Regions from separate parts of the Sus scrofa genome. Here region 2 is linked to region 1. A link is a contact called in public Hi-C data. All regions are on one chromosome and are shown on one strand. Each heading gives the region's core, a stretch centred on a gene start, on an enhancer-like site or on the middle of the called end of the contact. The rest is flanking DNA. Distances are from core to core; before and after follow the strand shown.

Evidence for each region. A called contact is a pair of places that touch in the nucleus more often than the background predicts.
Region 2: a Hi-C map of omental adipose tissue shows a contact between it and region 1, with 5 times the contacts expected there. The contact joins two enhancer-like sites. A contact is called at or near these places in 1 of 5 promoter capture datasets (liver), 30 of 47 Hi-C or Micro-C datasets (adipocytes, adipose tissue, alveolar macrophages and 18 more) and 2 of 2 datasets of contacts at active chromatin or transcription factors (alveolar macrophages and skeletal muscle).

The regions. Positions count from the first base shown.
Region 1 is chr18:29,620,614-29,627,735 of Sscrofa11.1, forward strand. No RefSeq gene overlaps it. Among named protein-coding and RNA genes, the nearest start is that of CAV1, 58 kb to the right of the region's middle. Within about 2 kb of position 3,443, at least 2 of the 83 cell types and tissues checked have an H3K27ac peak or open chromatin away from gene starts, as enhancers often do. A contact at or near this core is called in omental adipose tissue, where this site is marked.
Region 2 is chr18:29,889,798-29,896,919 of Sscrofa11.1, forward strand. TES (testin LIM domain protein) reads right to left here. Exons shown (of 7, transcript NM_001123200.1): 7 at 6,081-7,122. Among named protein-coding and RNA genes, the nearest start is that of TES, 43 kb to the right of the region's middle. Within about 2 kb of position 4,319, at least 7 of the 83 cell types and tissues checked have an H3K27ac peak or open chromatin away from gene starts, as enhancers often do. A contact at or near this core is called in omental adipose tissue, where this site is marked.

The sequences.
Region 1 (7,122 bases), core at 2,193-4,692:
TTCCTGTGTTCTTGTGCAAACTATTTTCCTTTTCAAGTCTGTCTGAGTGCCCACATTGGTAAAATGAGAGTGATGTAATATTTTACTTATCTCTAGGCCCTTTCAAACTCTAGTACACTGTGAGATATCTTTTTAAAGCAGTGGATATATATGCCAACTCCATTCAGAAGCTTGGAATATATTCCCAATATATTAGTAATTAAAACAATTAGTTGGAGGAGTATTGTTATTTATTTGCTTAAAAAATAAAAACTGATCTTATGAGTTATAACAAAGAACTAAAATAGGATTTTAATGATTTTGTGATGATGGAAATGTTCTATATCTGCATTGCTCAATACTTAACACTTAAAATGTAGCTAGTGAGACCGAAGAACTAAATTTTAATTTTATTTAATGTAAGTTTGATTTAAATTTTAATAGTCACATATGACTAGTGGCTATCATCTTGGACAATACAGATTTATAGAGTATAGGAAATATGGGAACTTCTCAATGAATTTGCGGTGGTATTCACCAAATATACTTAATTTGCTTTCTATGCAGATTGGCTGTACATTACTCTTGTTATTTCACACTCACCAGTCCCATTTTTTTTTTTTTTTTTGCCAGAATTCACCATGCAAGCCCTTTAGGGTCTATTCCGTAATTGTATTTTCTGTCATGGTTTCAGCTATGTAGGTCTGGTTTAATTGAATTAAAATAAAGCAAAGATATTCTTTCTGCCTCACAAACAAGGATTAAAACATGAAAAAACATTGAGAACACTTAGTGATACTTAGTAAATGTGAATTTCAGTGTCTAACCCCCTACAGTTATTTTTCTAAACTTATTATAATTATTTTTTTTTTGCATTTGAGAGTTCAGGTTAAAAAAAAACTTGTGTCCCATGAGATAACTAAGTATATAATTTTCTTTTTATAATGGTGTCCACAGAGAAATAAATACTTAGTTTTTTTAAAATGTTATTTAAGTTAAATTTTAGCTTTTTAAAAATCTGAAGGATTTTGAATAGAAACCTCATCCCATTGAATTCATTCAAAATTATTTATCATTAGATATACTTTCTTTTGTGGTCTTGCAGTTAAAATTAAACCCACTCATCAAACTCTTTCATTAGCATATAATCTGTCTTGACTTCTATTATTGACATCATGGAAGATACTTTAATTTTACCCCATAGAAGACCTTTACTTTTACCCAGATAACTTCTCCAACACACACACACACACATGAACACAAATACACACAAAAAATACACAGACATATACATGACACATACTAATTCGCAAACATGTATACATGTACATTTATACACATTTTTTTTTTAAGATTTAGGGTGACTAGAAATAGCTTATTATATTGTTATTGAAAGAACCTCTCTAACAATGTGCATATGCATGGGAAGATCTGGTCCATGATAAGTAGAAAAATAATATGTGACTTATAAAATTTGGTTGTAACATCTATAATGAATTTTATCTTTTCCATACCTAAGCCTGCTGTACCCTAAATTCTGCCTTATTATAAAATTACTGTGCAAAAGAAATAGCAAAAAGACAAAAAAAAAAACAAAAAACAAAAAACAAAAAACAAACAGTGGGTTAATGATCCGGCGTTGCCGTGAGCTGTGGTGTAGGTTGCAGACGCGGCTCGGATCCCGCGTTGCTGTGGCTCTGGCGTAGGCCAGTGGCTACAGCTCCGATTGGACCCCTAGCCTGGGAACCTCCATATGCCGTGGGAGCGGCCCAAAGAAATAGCAAAAAGACAACAACAACAAAAAAATAAATAAATAAAAAAATAAAATTACTGTGCAAAAAACCCACCTTGCCACTTCCATATGTGTGTCAAATATTCATCACTAGTTACTTCGTACATTTAAAAATACAAAACCCTTGTATTTTTTTATGCCATGTTGTAAAAGAATACAACTTATCTATCCAGAGTAACAACATACCAAAGCTTAACTAAGTTTATTTTTTACAATATTATAAAAAATTAATGTTTCAACAATGATCACAAGGTACTACTACAAAACCCTGAACTACCTTCTAAAATGAAGATTGAACTAATTATGAAAAATTCAGCATTGTGAATGTGATGTGAGTTCAGTTTCTTAGAAAATGGTAAGTTCTGTAGATTTACATAATTGTACAGATGCTTAAAATGTATATTTTCATAATGTATTATTGGACAGAATGTCTTATTCTATAATCATTTTGGAAAAAAGAGAAATTCTACATATTTACTTTGACTTTACCACAAGGAAGCATGATATGAATTATCTCTACTTTCTGCCATATCAAGGAACCACATTTAAAAAATCATTTTTCTTTAAATTTTCAGGGCTGCATCTGTGGCATGGAGGTTCCCAGGCTAGGGGTCGAATCAGAGCTGTAGCTGCCGGCCTACGCCACAGCCACAGCAACATCAAAAATCATTTTATTAGCATCAACACAGACAGCTATTCCATATTCATCAGAGAGACAAATGAAAACTCCTTAGTAACAAGTATTTCTAGATGAATATTGCTATGACTGCATATTCTATATATTTTTTCCATTTATCCATTTAGATATTTATCTTGTAAAAGTTAATAACACTTGTGATGTATTTTTCTATTATAGATCCTGCTTGCTATTAAATGTGCCTAGTCCTTGAGCAGTTTAGCTAGTTTTTATCATAAATGCCCAGTAGATGGCGGTCTATGCACTAGAATTCACAGAACACATATTAAACCCTAATGGTAGCTTTTTTAAAACCTGCATTTTGGAAACATTGATGAAGTTTCATACTATTAGGTTGAAAGTCACTATAAGCTATTTCCTGATTCATTTTTAGCTTTCAGGAACCAATATAAATGGAACCTATGTCTGCTTTTTGTTTCATTTTGCTTGAAAATGAAATGATTTTGGCACAATAAAGCAAGAGATATTATTAAAATGTCCACAAACACTGGAATGATAAAATCAATAAGCTAATTTCTCTTGATTTGTTAGAAAGGAGCAGATTAGAAGATGTGATTCTAGACTATGATGCTGTCCTTTAAATGTGACTAGCAACATACCTTCCTCTGGAAAGTTTCCCCTATCTGTTGAAGACATAATTCATGGGTAATTGTAGGAGGAGTTATTAATGTTAAATACTGCAAAATGGCTTATATAGGGTTCCAATATGATTTATCAAAGGGGAATTTGAAAAGAGAAAGAGAAAATGATAATGGAATGTTTTCCCCTAAGGAACAGGAGTTTCCAAGGGGGCCTTTGCCTTGGGGGTGGTACTTGTCTACCTCAGAAGACTTGAGAAAGATAAAGAACCCACCCAAGTCCACTGGGGAGCAGAGAGGAAGAATCATTGTTTCCAGGAGTCACTGAATTCAGAGCATCTGCTGTGAATTGGAAATAAGAAAGTATGAGGCTGCTGGAGGTGATGAGGTGGCTGTAGCTGGTGGTGAGGGTCGGCGGGAGGTCCAGGAGAAACCTTTTCCAGCCAAAGGATTAGGAAGGTGCCAGGTGAGGTCACTGATTCTGTTTGAAGCCAAGGGGCATGTGGCTTGATTGTAGAACAGCATGTAGTAGAAAATTAGGGAAGGTGAGAGGACATGAATCAGGTGCAAATCTTCACACTTGCCTTTTGCTTGACTCTGAAAGCTCTTCTCCCCACCATTTTTCATTGGCCATCATCTTCTCAGTTTTCATATTTCAGCTTCATAGTCAGTATTTCTTCAGTAAATGAATGAATAGATGGTCATACAGAAAAAATTAATATCCTAATCCCAAGAATTTGAGGGTATAGCAGAGGCAGCAACTACATCCTTGGTGGTGGTAGCAGAGGGGAGCTGTTCCATAGGAAGGGTGGCAAGCTCTTGTCTCTCTGAGAATAGCCACAGAATCTCTGTGGCTCCCTACAAAGAGGCGTGAATGTCTGGATAAGAGTTTAAGAAGAGATGAAGGCAATTCTACATGTTGGTATGTATCCATAAAAATTGAAAGCAGGGTTTCTAAGAGATATTTGTAAACCCATGTTCATAGTAGCATTATTCACAGTAGCCAAAGGGTGGAAGTGATTCAACTCTCCATCAAATGGATAAACAACATGTAGTATGTACACACCATAGACTATCATTCAGCTTTAACAAGGAAGGAAATTCTGACCTGCTACAACATAGATGCAGCATTATATTGAGTGAAATATGCCAGGCCCAAAAAGACACTGCTGTATAATTCCGCTTAAATGAGCTATCTAGGGCAGCCAAACTTATAGAAACAGAAATTACAATGGTGGTTGCCAGGAGCTGGGGGAGTGGGAAATGAATTGTTGCTTAATGGGTACATAATTTCAGTTTTCGAGATTAGAGATTCTAGGTATTAGTAGCATGACAATGTGAATATACTTAACCCTACTCAACTGTACACTTAAAACTGACGAAGAAGGAGTTCCATGTGGTTCAGAGGATTAAGATCCGACATAGTGTCTGTGAGGATATGGGTTTGACCCCTGGTCTTGTTCAGCGGGTTATGAATCTGGTGTTTCCATAAGCTGTGGCAGAAGTTGCAGATGCAGAACAGTGTTGCTGTGACTGTGGTATAGGTAGGCCTGCAGCTGCAGCTCCAATTTGACCCCTAGCCTAGTGATAAACAAACAAATAAAAAACCCAAATTTATGAAAAGATAATTTTTATATTATGTGTATTTTACCATAATTTAAGAAGTGTTAAAAAGAAGAGGTCAAGAATTGATGGTTCAGGGCAGAGTGCTTTGGCCAGCATCTTCATCTTTCTTTTCCTTGGGGCCGAGATAGTTCAGTTTTATTGAAATCTTAAGGATTTAAGCAATTTTAGTACAACATTCATGCCACCTATGCTCTAGTTGGGCCTTGACCTTATAATATTGCCTTCTTGAATTCCAGATTTGTTAACTGGGTTCTTGCTTTCCTTAAAAAGCACTGGCCTGGTATCTCTAGAGCTGGGGTCTACCTTGCCCTTGCAGTCCCTTTTCTCCTTAAACCTCATCCTTGTTCACAAGTGGAGCCTAACATTGAGAACCCTACTTCCTGCTAATTGACTTCCTTAAAGATAACTCTTGCCTGCATTGACTTCCCTGAAGGTCTAACTAGGGTGACCAAACATCTAGGGTTGTGTCGGACTGTCTCAGTTTTAGCATTGCAATTCCCATATCCTGGGGAACTTCTTAGTCCTGTGCAAGTCAGGACAGTTGGTCACCTAACCTGTAACTGTCCTCGGTCTGCTGATGTATTCTTCACTGTTGGACCCTCCAGTGCCTGTCCAATAGCCCTTACTGTAGGCAGGGATGAGCCTGGGCCAAGGTGCCAACTGCAGAGCCTGGAGTTAGAGACAGCACCCAGACCTGGTCCCAAAGCAGCTTAATACAGGAGTACACAGGATGAGGGAAAGCTTAAGTATTTGGAAGGTACTGATGTTCAAAACTGGGAAGCCAGGAGGAAGATCCTTGGTTAAGAGCTAACATTTAAGAACTTTGCTGAGATTTTGACATGCATTAACTCATTTAATTCCTACAGCCTTATGATATACATATAGTATGTGTACGGACACTGTGATCATCATCATTTTACAGATGAGGAAACTGAGACTTAGAATAGGTCACTGATTTTGCTAGACTTCAAACTCAGGCATATGATTTTAAACCAGTTGCCCAGGGAGCTTTAAAACAGACTAATAGCTGGCTTTGCACCTAGAAATCCTCATTATTTAGTCTGGGATGAGGACTCAGCATTGGGATTTTTACAAACTCTCCGGGTGGTTTTTAATGTGCTTCTGGGGTTTAGAACCACTGCACTAAAGGCCAGGTTCATAAGATGGGCAAGAGCTGGGAGGATGGACTGAGAGCAAGGACAGAGTCATGAGAAAAGTACCTCAGGTGCTCTTCATGTACACAGTCACATGTGTTGCTTCTTTCTTTGGCTACTGATGATGGGTGAATTAGTCAGGTTTAGACATCGGTGACCAGGACAAATGACACTGCTCTATTTATTGCCCCCTGACCTCCTCCCCTGATGTTGTGTCCTACTTGCACATGGGCTGCATGTGCCCTATTCCGTATCTGACCTTCACAGCTGGGCTGGATCAAAACCAGGCCCTTGTCTTTTTCAGAATTTTTGTCTTATAAAAGTTATCCTGACTTAAAAAGAAAAGAAAAGAAAACAAAACAAAACCCTCCTCTTTTTGTATCTAACCCATGCTTTTTGCCCTATGAAAAGAGAACCAAGACCTAGATTTTGAGATTTTACGTGGAAGAGTAAGAGTCTACCATTTCCTTGGGAAAAATGTATTAATTATACATGCCTAAATGTGTTACTTATAAATTCTCATTCTATTATCAGGTGGGTAATTCCTTTTGTCATTTTTCTAAAGAATATCAACCTGATACCATGAAAGCAGAAATGGTCACACTTTGGGTTGATCACTCAACCATCTATTAATATTTTATTTAGACAATAATTAATTTAGTCCATCAGCCCCCTTGTTTCACAAAAACAATTTACACAGCTCTGGATGTATGTGCTTCCTAGAAACCAAATTTTGTGTAATGGTCCCAGAACATGGTCCATCTATAATCATAAAAGCTAAGTCTTACAAAGGCCCAACTTCAAAGAAGGTGGCTAAGAGGCCAGTTCCTGTTGGTGTATACAAGAGTTGCCAGAAACTTCATTCTCTCTCTCTCTCTCTTTTTTTTTTCTTTCTTTTTTGAGGGCTGCACCCGCGGCTTATGGAAGTTCCCAGGTTAGGGGTCTAATCTGAGCTGTAGCCACCAGCCATAGTAACACCAGATCCGAGCCACATCTGTGACCTACACCACAGCTCACAGCAACGCCGGAACCTCAACCCACTGAGCGAGGCCAGGGATCGAACCCGCAACCTCATGGTTCCTAGTCAGATTTGTTTCCCCTGTGCCACGATGGGAACGCCTCCATTCTCTTTTCAGGTTCAAACTTAAAAAATATGCAGTTCTTTCAGATTTCCAGTAGCTTTCTGTTTCCTACAGTGTTGGAGTTTGAGTGATAATCCTGTGGTACAGAGAGAAACACAGGGATAGATTCACTTTTTCTTGCTTGGCTTTCTCAGCCAGGTCAGAGTTTGTGAAA
Region 2 (7,122 bases), core at 3,069-5,568, 270 kb after region 1:
AATGTGTCCACATCAAAAAAAGAAAATGGAAGAGATATGCAGGGAGGACCTTGGAGGAGATCAGGATGGGAAGAGATCTGGTGGTTGCCTAGCCGATTTCTGTTCTTTCTTTCCTGCCTGTACCCTTGTGGCTATGCAGAAAAGACAAAAAAAAAAAAAAAAAAAAAAAAAAAAAAAAAAAAATAGTGCTAATCAAATAATCTAGTTCCACAAAGAACTTGAAATAGGTCAAAAGGGGAAACTCATACAATAATGTAGTCTTGAAAAATAAATATTTAAGTCATAGTTGCTATGTTGGTGGAGAGTCAGATTTTACTCAAACCTTCCTAGAAGTAAAAATGAAAGGGAAATGTAGTTATTATGTCACTCAACTTCATAAATGAGGAAATGCATGCTTCCCTTTGGAAGGTGAAGCTCTGTTAGCAGTAAGGTCCAAGAGTAATTTCTTGGGCAGTGCGTAAATGACCTATGTGAGGGAGTCCACAGCCTTCCCTCAATTCAAAGAGGACGACAATTCTCACATGTAAAGATAAAGGGCAATGCTTGGAATCTTTAACAATTAGGACCTCCATTATAGCTACTGAGTAGGCCTTTATTGTCTTATATTTTTAATGGCTTTGACCTAAAGCACCAAACATAAAGCACCATGACAGCATGGATCTTGTTCACCTTGTTCACTACTTTGCAAATTGCAGTCATCCCAGATGTGTAGCAGATGGTCAATAAATATTAATTATCCGAATGAAAGAGTGAGTGAATGAATGAATGAAGCACTGGAGAGAAGTGAAATGGCAGAGTTCAAGAGAAGAGAAGTTGTGTAAGATTGAGGTTTGGGGGACTTGTAGAGAGGGCAGCTGGAAGTCCGAGGACATTAGGTGGGAGAGAAGAGGGAATTTAGTAAGTGTTTCTGAGGGCAAAATATTTTGATTCTTGTAGCAATATTTTTAAAAAATTTAAGTAAACTGATTTTTTTTTTTTTAATCTTGTAGCTACTAAGCTATGTTTCTTCTACTGCTCCATTCTTTAGAAACTTGACCAAGTGAATTCAACCTAGACTAGTAAAACTCTTAACTTGATTTTCATGGCTTGTTCAGCTATCACTTAATTCATTTTATAATTCACCATTTTGGAGGCACATAGTATGTATTAAGCACTACATTGGGTTCCAGGAAAACAAATGTGAAAAAATTATATTCCAGCACTCATGTAGGGCAATGATTTAAGTAACCTAGTAGTTAGCATAGGTCAAAACTTTTGTAAGCACGGAGGATGAGTCACAAACTTGGTGGGGCTCAAGGGTGTCCTGGATCAGCTTCTTAGTAGTAGCTACCTTTGTAAAGTCATGGGAGTATGAAAGAAGCTACTAAATTCAAGAAACTGCAAACATTTTAGTATGGCAAGATAACAGTGTGCAAATATAAATGACTAGAAAAAAAGAGGCCAAATCATTATTAGATTTTTAAGAAGGAGAATAGGACTGCCATCTTTGCAGTGCACTCTGGTGGAAGACTAGAATGAATTAGAACAATATTTCTCAAAGTGTGGACCCAGACATCAGCATCAGCATTACCTGGGAACTTGTTAGGAATACAAATAATCAGAGCCTTATTCCAGACTCAGAAACTCTGGGGAGTGGGATCCAGTAATGTATTTAGCAAGCCTTCTGGTTGATTTTGTAGCACATTAAGGTTTGTGAACCATTGAGTTAGAATGAGGGTAAGACTATCAAGGAGGGCATACTAAGAACTAATGATACCCCTGATGAGAAACAGGTTATCAACTAACATGTTAGTTCTGGTTTTGGAGTGGTAGGCAGAGACAGATTGAAGTAAGTGTTTCAGATGGCCAGAGAAATCACCATGGTAGGGGTACCAAGGAATAAGTTATAGGTTGAGAAAGAGAGCAACTGAGAGAGTGAGCAAGCTTGACAGAGGAAGTAACAGTGTTCCATGGCTTGGAAATGGATTGTATATCGGGGAGTTCCTGTCATGGTGCAGCAGAAACAAATCTGACTAGGAACCATGAGGTTGCGTGTTCAATCCCTGGCCTCACTCAGTGGGTTAAAGATCTGGCGTTGCTGTGAGCTCTGGTGTAGGTCAAAGACGCGGCTTGGATCTGATGTTGCTGTGGCTGTGGCGTAGGCTGGCAGCTATAGCTCTGACTGGACCCCTAGCCTGGGAACCTCCATATGCCGTGGGTGCAGCCCTAAAAAGCAAAGAAGAAAAAATGGATTGGATAGATAAAAAGAGATGGTGGGGAGAGCAAACTAAACAAAATCCAGAAATGTCTCCCCAAGACCTTCACAGGGTCTCTTGCTCTGACTCCACATGATTTCTGGCCATGTAAGTGGCATCCTGCCTAAGAGACATGCCCCCAAATGATACCCCTGTCTCATCTCACAAGCCAGCAGAAACCCAAAGCTTCAAAACTTAATAGCTGCCAGGCCACCCCATACCTTTCGAATAGAGACTCTGAGCTCTAAACAGTTATTGAACCATAGAGGTTTTTGTCATTTGCCAATTTGACAGCCATTTCTTCTCTTCCTGTATCAGAACATTATTTTGTTTTAGGTGGCCATGTGCCCATCTCTCAGGGTGTGAATTATGATTAGTTAAGTCAGTGATAGCTAGTGCTTCTCTTTTCATCTGATGAGCATGTGAACTACTTCTAGCCAATGAGATGGAAGGGTGGGTAAGACTGCTGCGTCTCCCTGGGAAATTTTTCTCTTTGTTGAGACAGTGAAATACTTTTTGTCCCCTCTCTTTTGCTTTATATTTTGGATACTGTTATGTGAGGGAGTGGTGCTTGAATGAAAGAACAAACCCGAGAATGGAATGCAACACAGAGGATAGCAGAGCCTAGAGATTAAAAAGAGCTTGTTCTGAGCCCAGTTTGGGCTATTCTGTCTTGTGTTTAAGCCACTCTTAGTTGGGTTTTTAGTTATTTACATCCAAAAACATTCCTAATTGATAACTCACCCTTCTCTGGCAAATTAAACTTGGTATGCCTCTTAGTCCTGTTTACTCCAGGTATCTAGCTTTTTTTTTTTGGTCTCATTTGGAAACCTAAAATCCATTCTTCTTTGTTAATCCCCTAATCTGGTTCTATCCCTTCCTACATTCCCTAACTACCTCTGTGTTCTCTGAAATTCAGGTTCTGTGAACTTCAAAATTCCTTGTATTATCAACAGCTATACCTTGTTCCAACTAATTCCCAGTTATTCCTCAAGATCTTTCAAGCAGAGGTCAGCTAGTTTCTCTCCCATATGGGAATTTCAGAGTGCCGATGGGTAGGCATCTTCCTTATTCTCCACTGTTACAAACACTAATTTCTCTTTATTCCCTCACAGTCACAACTCTTTTAAGTATATCTAGCTCATGGTCTCAGATCTTACTGCCCATTTCTACCCTTAGATGCCATCTTCTATCAAATTCCAGGACACTCCTTAATTTTTTTTTGCTAACTTTAGCCTCTGGCTCACTCTTCTCCCTACCAGTTTTCCTGCTGCTATTCTTGGTCACTTCAACATATTCATAGATGTCCAACTCACTTTTGGCCCTATTATTGCCTAGACTCCTCAAATCCAACAGTCTTATCCTGTACCCTACTCAGTGTAATTTTGAGGAAAGAGAGAATCAGTGAGACTTAGCAAGGTCTCTAGATTTTTAACCTCAAGCCCTCCTTTGAACTATACCACACACTCTGCCTTCATAGTCAGTTACTAGTTATGGGAACATCAACTTGAATGTCCTTTCATTCAGTGATAGGTGACTCTAGTAAAGATAACTGGATGTGGGTTGTTTTTGCTATTGTCTGAAGGTCAAGATATTCCTGGAGAGACATATCACTGAAGAAAAATCAATAGCACCCTTCATAAATGTCAGCATAAAATGCCATTTAAAATAAGTATAAAAGGTTAATGATATCGTGTTTTGAATTTTTCAAAATACATTATCAGAAGCTACAATAGACGTATTGTCCCCCATGAAGATACAAAAGTGCTCAAATGCTGAAAATACACCCAGGTATCCAAGTGGGTCCTTTTCATATATGTGAATATTCAATACAATTATCAGAGTTGTCATTGAGCACTTAAATCAGGAGAGGTCAGGGAGGGGCAGAGCATATATGGTAAGAATTGTGGTAAAGTGCTATTTTATGGAGACATTGATGGAGTCATAAGTTTTCTGAGGAATTAGACAAGTTCATATATGTCAGGGCATCTTGAGACAAAGGCTTAATGCTGATCTTGGGCTGTGGTGTCTCTTTGGTAACCATGGTGAAGTTGGATGAGTTTAAACATTGCATGTTGGAAATTCCTTAAGAATGAGTCAATAATGAATCTCTTGCCTTTGGTAAAATGGAGCTGAAATACTTCAGAGTAAGATTTGGAAATCTATGCTAGAAGACTTCAGAGTCACGGAAGTTTCAGCTAGAGTTGATGAGAGCAAAAACAACACTTAGCCCCTCATTTCCAAAAAAATAAAAAAAGTAAAAAAGATACCATACAAAAAATACGACTAGAGTCTCTTGAGCAACTTGTATTTCTTAATGGGATTGGATAACTAAAATTCACTGATTTCTCAAAATTACAATTGTATTCAAAGGTTAAGAGCAAAATTCTTCTGCCTAGAGTTGAACAGAACATGTGCAGACTCTGTGAATGAGTTCATGATTAGTAATGAGGTTTGAAAGACCTTTTTTTAAAACTCGATTAGCAATTAAAAATGGTGCACATTCTCTTGTATTACATTTCATTACAGTTTATTCTGCTGCATTACAAGGCTGAACTAAGTCAGGGTAATGAGTCAGACCAAGTGGTTTTGTATTTCCTAGGCAAAGTAGTTTATTCTTCTAGGAAATGCCTAATATATATGCAATCAGTATCCCAGGTGGTGAATAATGGATTTAGCCAAATTTCTTGAGCCTCTATATCCCCAAAATAGCCTGATTCAATTTCGGCCCCAGAAGAGTGGAGGCTGCACTGGCAGACATGTGAAGAATAGTCCTGTTAGGAGTTCCCTTTCAGTGCAGTGAATTAAGGATCCAGTGTTGTCACCGTAAGAGCTCAGTTCATTGCTGTGGCACAGGTTTGATCCCTGGCCCACGGTATTTCTGTATCCTGCTCCCACCACCCCAAAAAAGAGTAATCTACTAGCATGCAGAGAAATTGTTTCAATTTATTCCTACTTAACCATGTCTGGGAATTTGTGGGAAAAATTCAATGGAAAATATACCTGTGGCCACTTGAGATAAAAGTGAAAGAGAACAAGCATAACATGTTATTTATAGACAGTGATGGATATTTGTGACATTAGCATTTAAAAATTGTATGCAGGATTAGATTACTTTTTAGATAAAATGACATGTATTCAAGCTCTAAAAGACACTTTCATGGCTGGGGAAGGCATACTGCAGAAGGAATAAATGTATGTTAGTGAGTGTGAGGTGGGAGGGATGGGAGAGTGGGGTATGGAATTTAGGGGAAGCACTATTAGCCAAACAAACATGAGCTGAAGAAAAAATCAAAATCAAATTATTCTGGGTATGTGTCACAGAAAAGAGCTACTCCCACTATGATATAAATAGTTCAGACTGAGGGGAAAAAAAAAATCTCATGACCTACTAATATTAGGAAGAATGAAACTACTACTCTTCCATGTTCACTTCCTTTCCTCAATATATTGCCATGAAAAAATTCTTAGAAAATCAAATAGAGCTGCAATTTGAGTGTAAGAGTAATACTTGTTAGATTCACCTCAAGAGAATATAGCTTTCCCAAACTTCAATTAAAATGATACTTTCCTTCTTTTGCAAAGAAAAAACTCCTGCATAACTTGAAAACCAAGAATTTAAATAGTTTATTATAAAGTTTCATAAAACATACCTTCACCATAATGAAAAGCCTAGTTTCTGTCCTTTCTCGTTAGAAATTGTCTTTATTTTGGAGGCCTATTTTTTATCTTTGGAAACACTGCCCCCTGCTGTAACAAGTGCTTAATTGCAAAAGGATTTTTTTTTTTTTTTTTTTTTTTTTTTGCTCTCAAATGAAAGGGATATGAAGAATAGAGGTACAATCATTAAAGTGAAAGAGATTTTATTTTGAATAATAATATCATATCATTCACTCCATTTAATTTTCATACTGCATAGCTATGTATGTAAATATATAGGGAAAAATAAACATTAGAAATACATAAGGATGGAAGTATACAGGCAAAAAAGACATTTGATATATACCCATGAATAGGTGTCAGAGGACAGTATCTATTAGAAAAGAATGAAAATCAAGCAAAAAGTCCATCCAAATCACAGCAGGTTAGTGAAAATAGTACAAATTATATAGCTTCCTGGATACAAAAAGTGTGCTGTTCTTTGGATTGAAGACAATATAAATGAGTGGCTTATTTTATGTCCAAGCCAAAAATCACTTATAAAAGTAAAAAATGTGGATGCCACAAGTGACAATAAAATATTCAAGGCCACAGATAGAGGTCACCAGCTTAGAAGAGAATACTGAGAGGTAGAGCAAATTAAAAAAATAGAGATATGCAATAAAGCCGCCTCTGCCTATGTTAGGAAATAGCAAATGCATAGGTATTAAAATGATAAAAGCTCTTCATACTTGCTGCATTTCTATCTTCTCTGTCACAGGAATTCACCATGTATCATGCTACAAAATTGAGTGAATAAGATGAAGTGATAAATGTAAGGCCTTGACATTAGGGCAAGTTTAATTTCCTTTTCATTTTTATAGAAGAACGGAAAAGGAATACAGAACATGAAATGCTTATCTTTCCATTCAAATACTGGCTTTTAAATGTTTCATATATACTGTGTTGGCACAAAGAGGGTAGAAATATGAAGACTGATCAAACCCAAACTTCCAACTCAGAAGGTTTTACATCTAGAAAGCTAAGAAAAGGTAAAATATTTTACCATTTTAAAAATCAAATGCTTAAGGCAGGTTTTAAAAATTGTGATGAGAAAAAAAATTGGTAAAACAGCAAAGAAAGATACTAAACAAAATCTCCTGGTTTCCTTTAGAGTTTCTTTTTTTCTGTTTATTTTTCCAAATTGCATTTTACAGTAGAAATGCAGACCCCTCTGGAGAGCTATGGC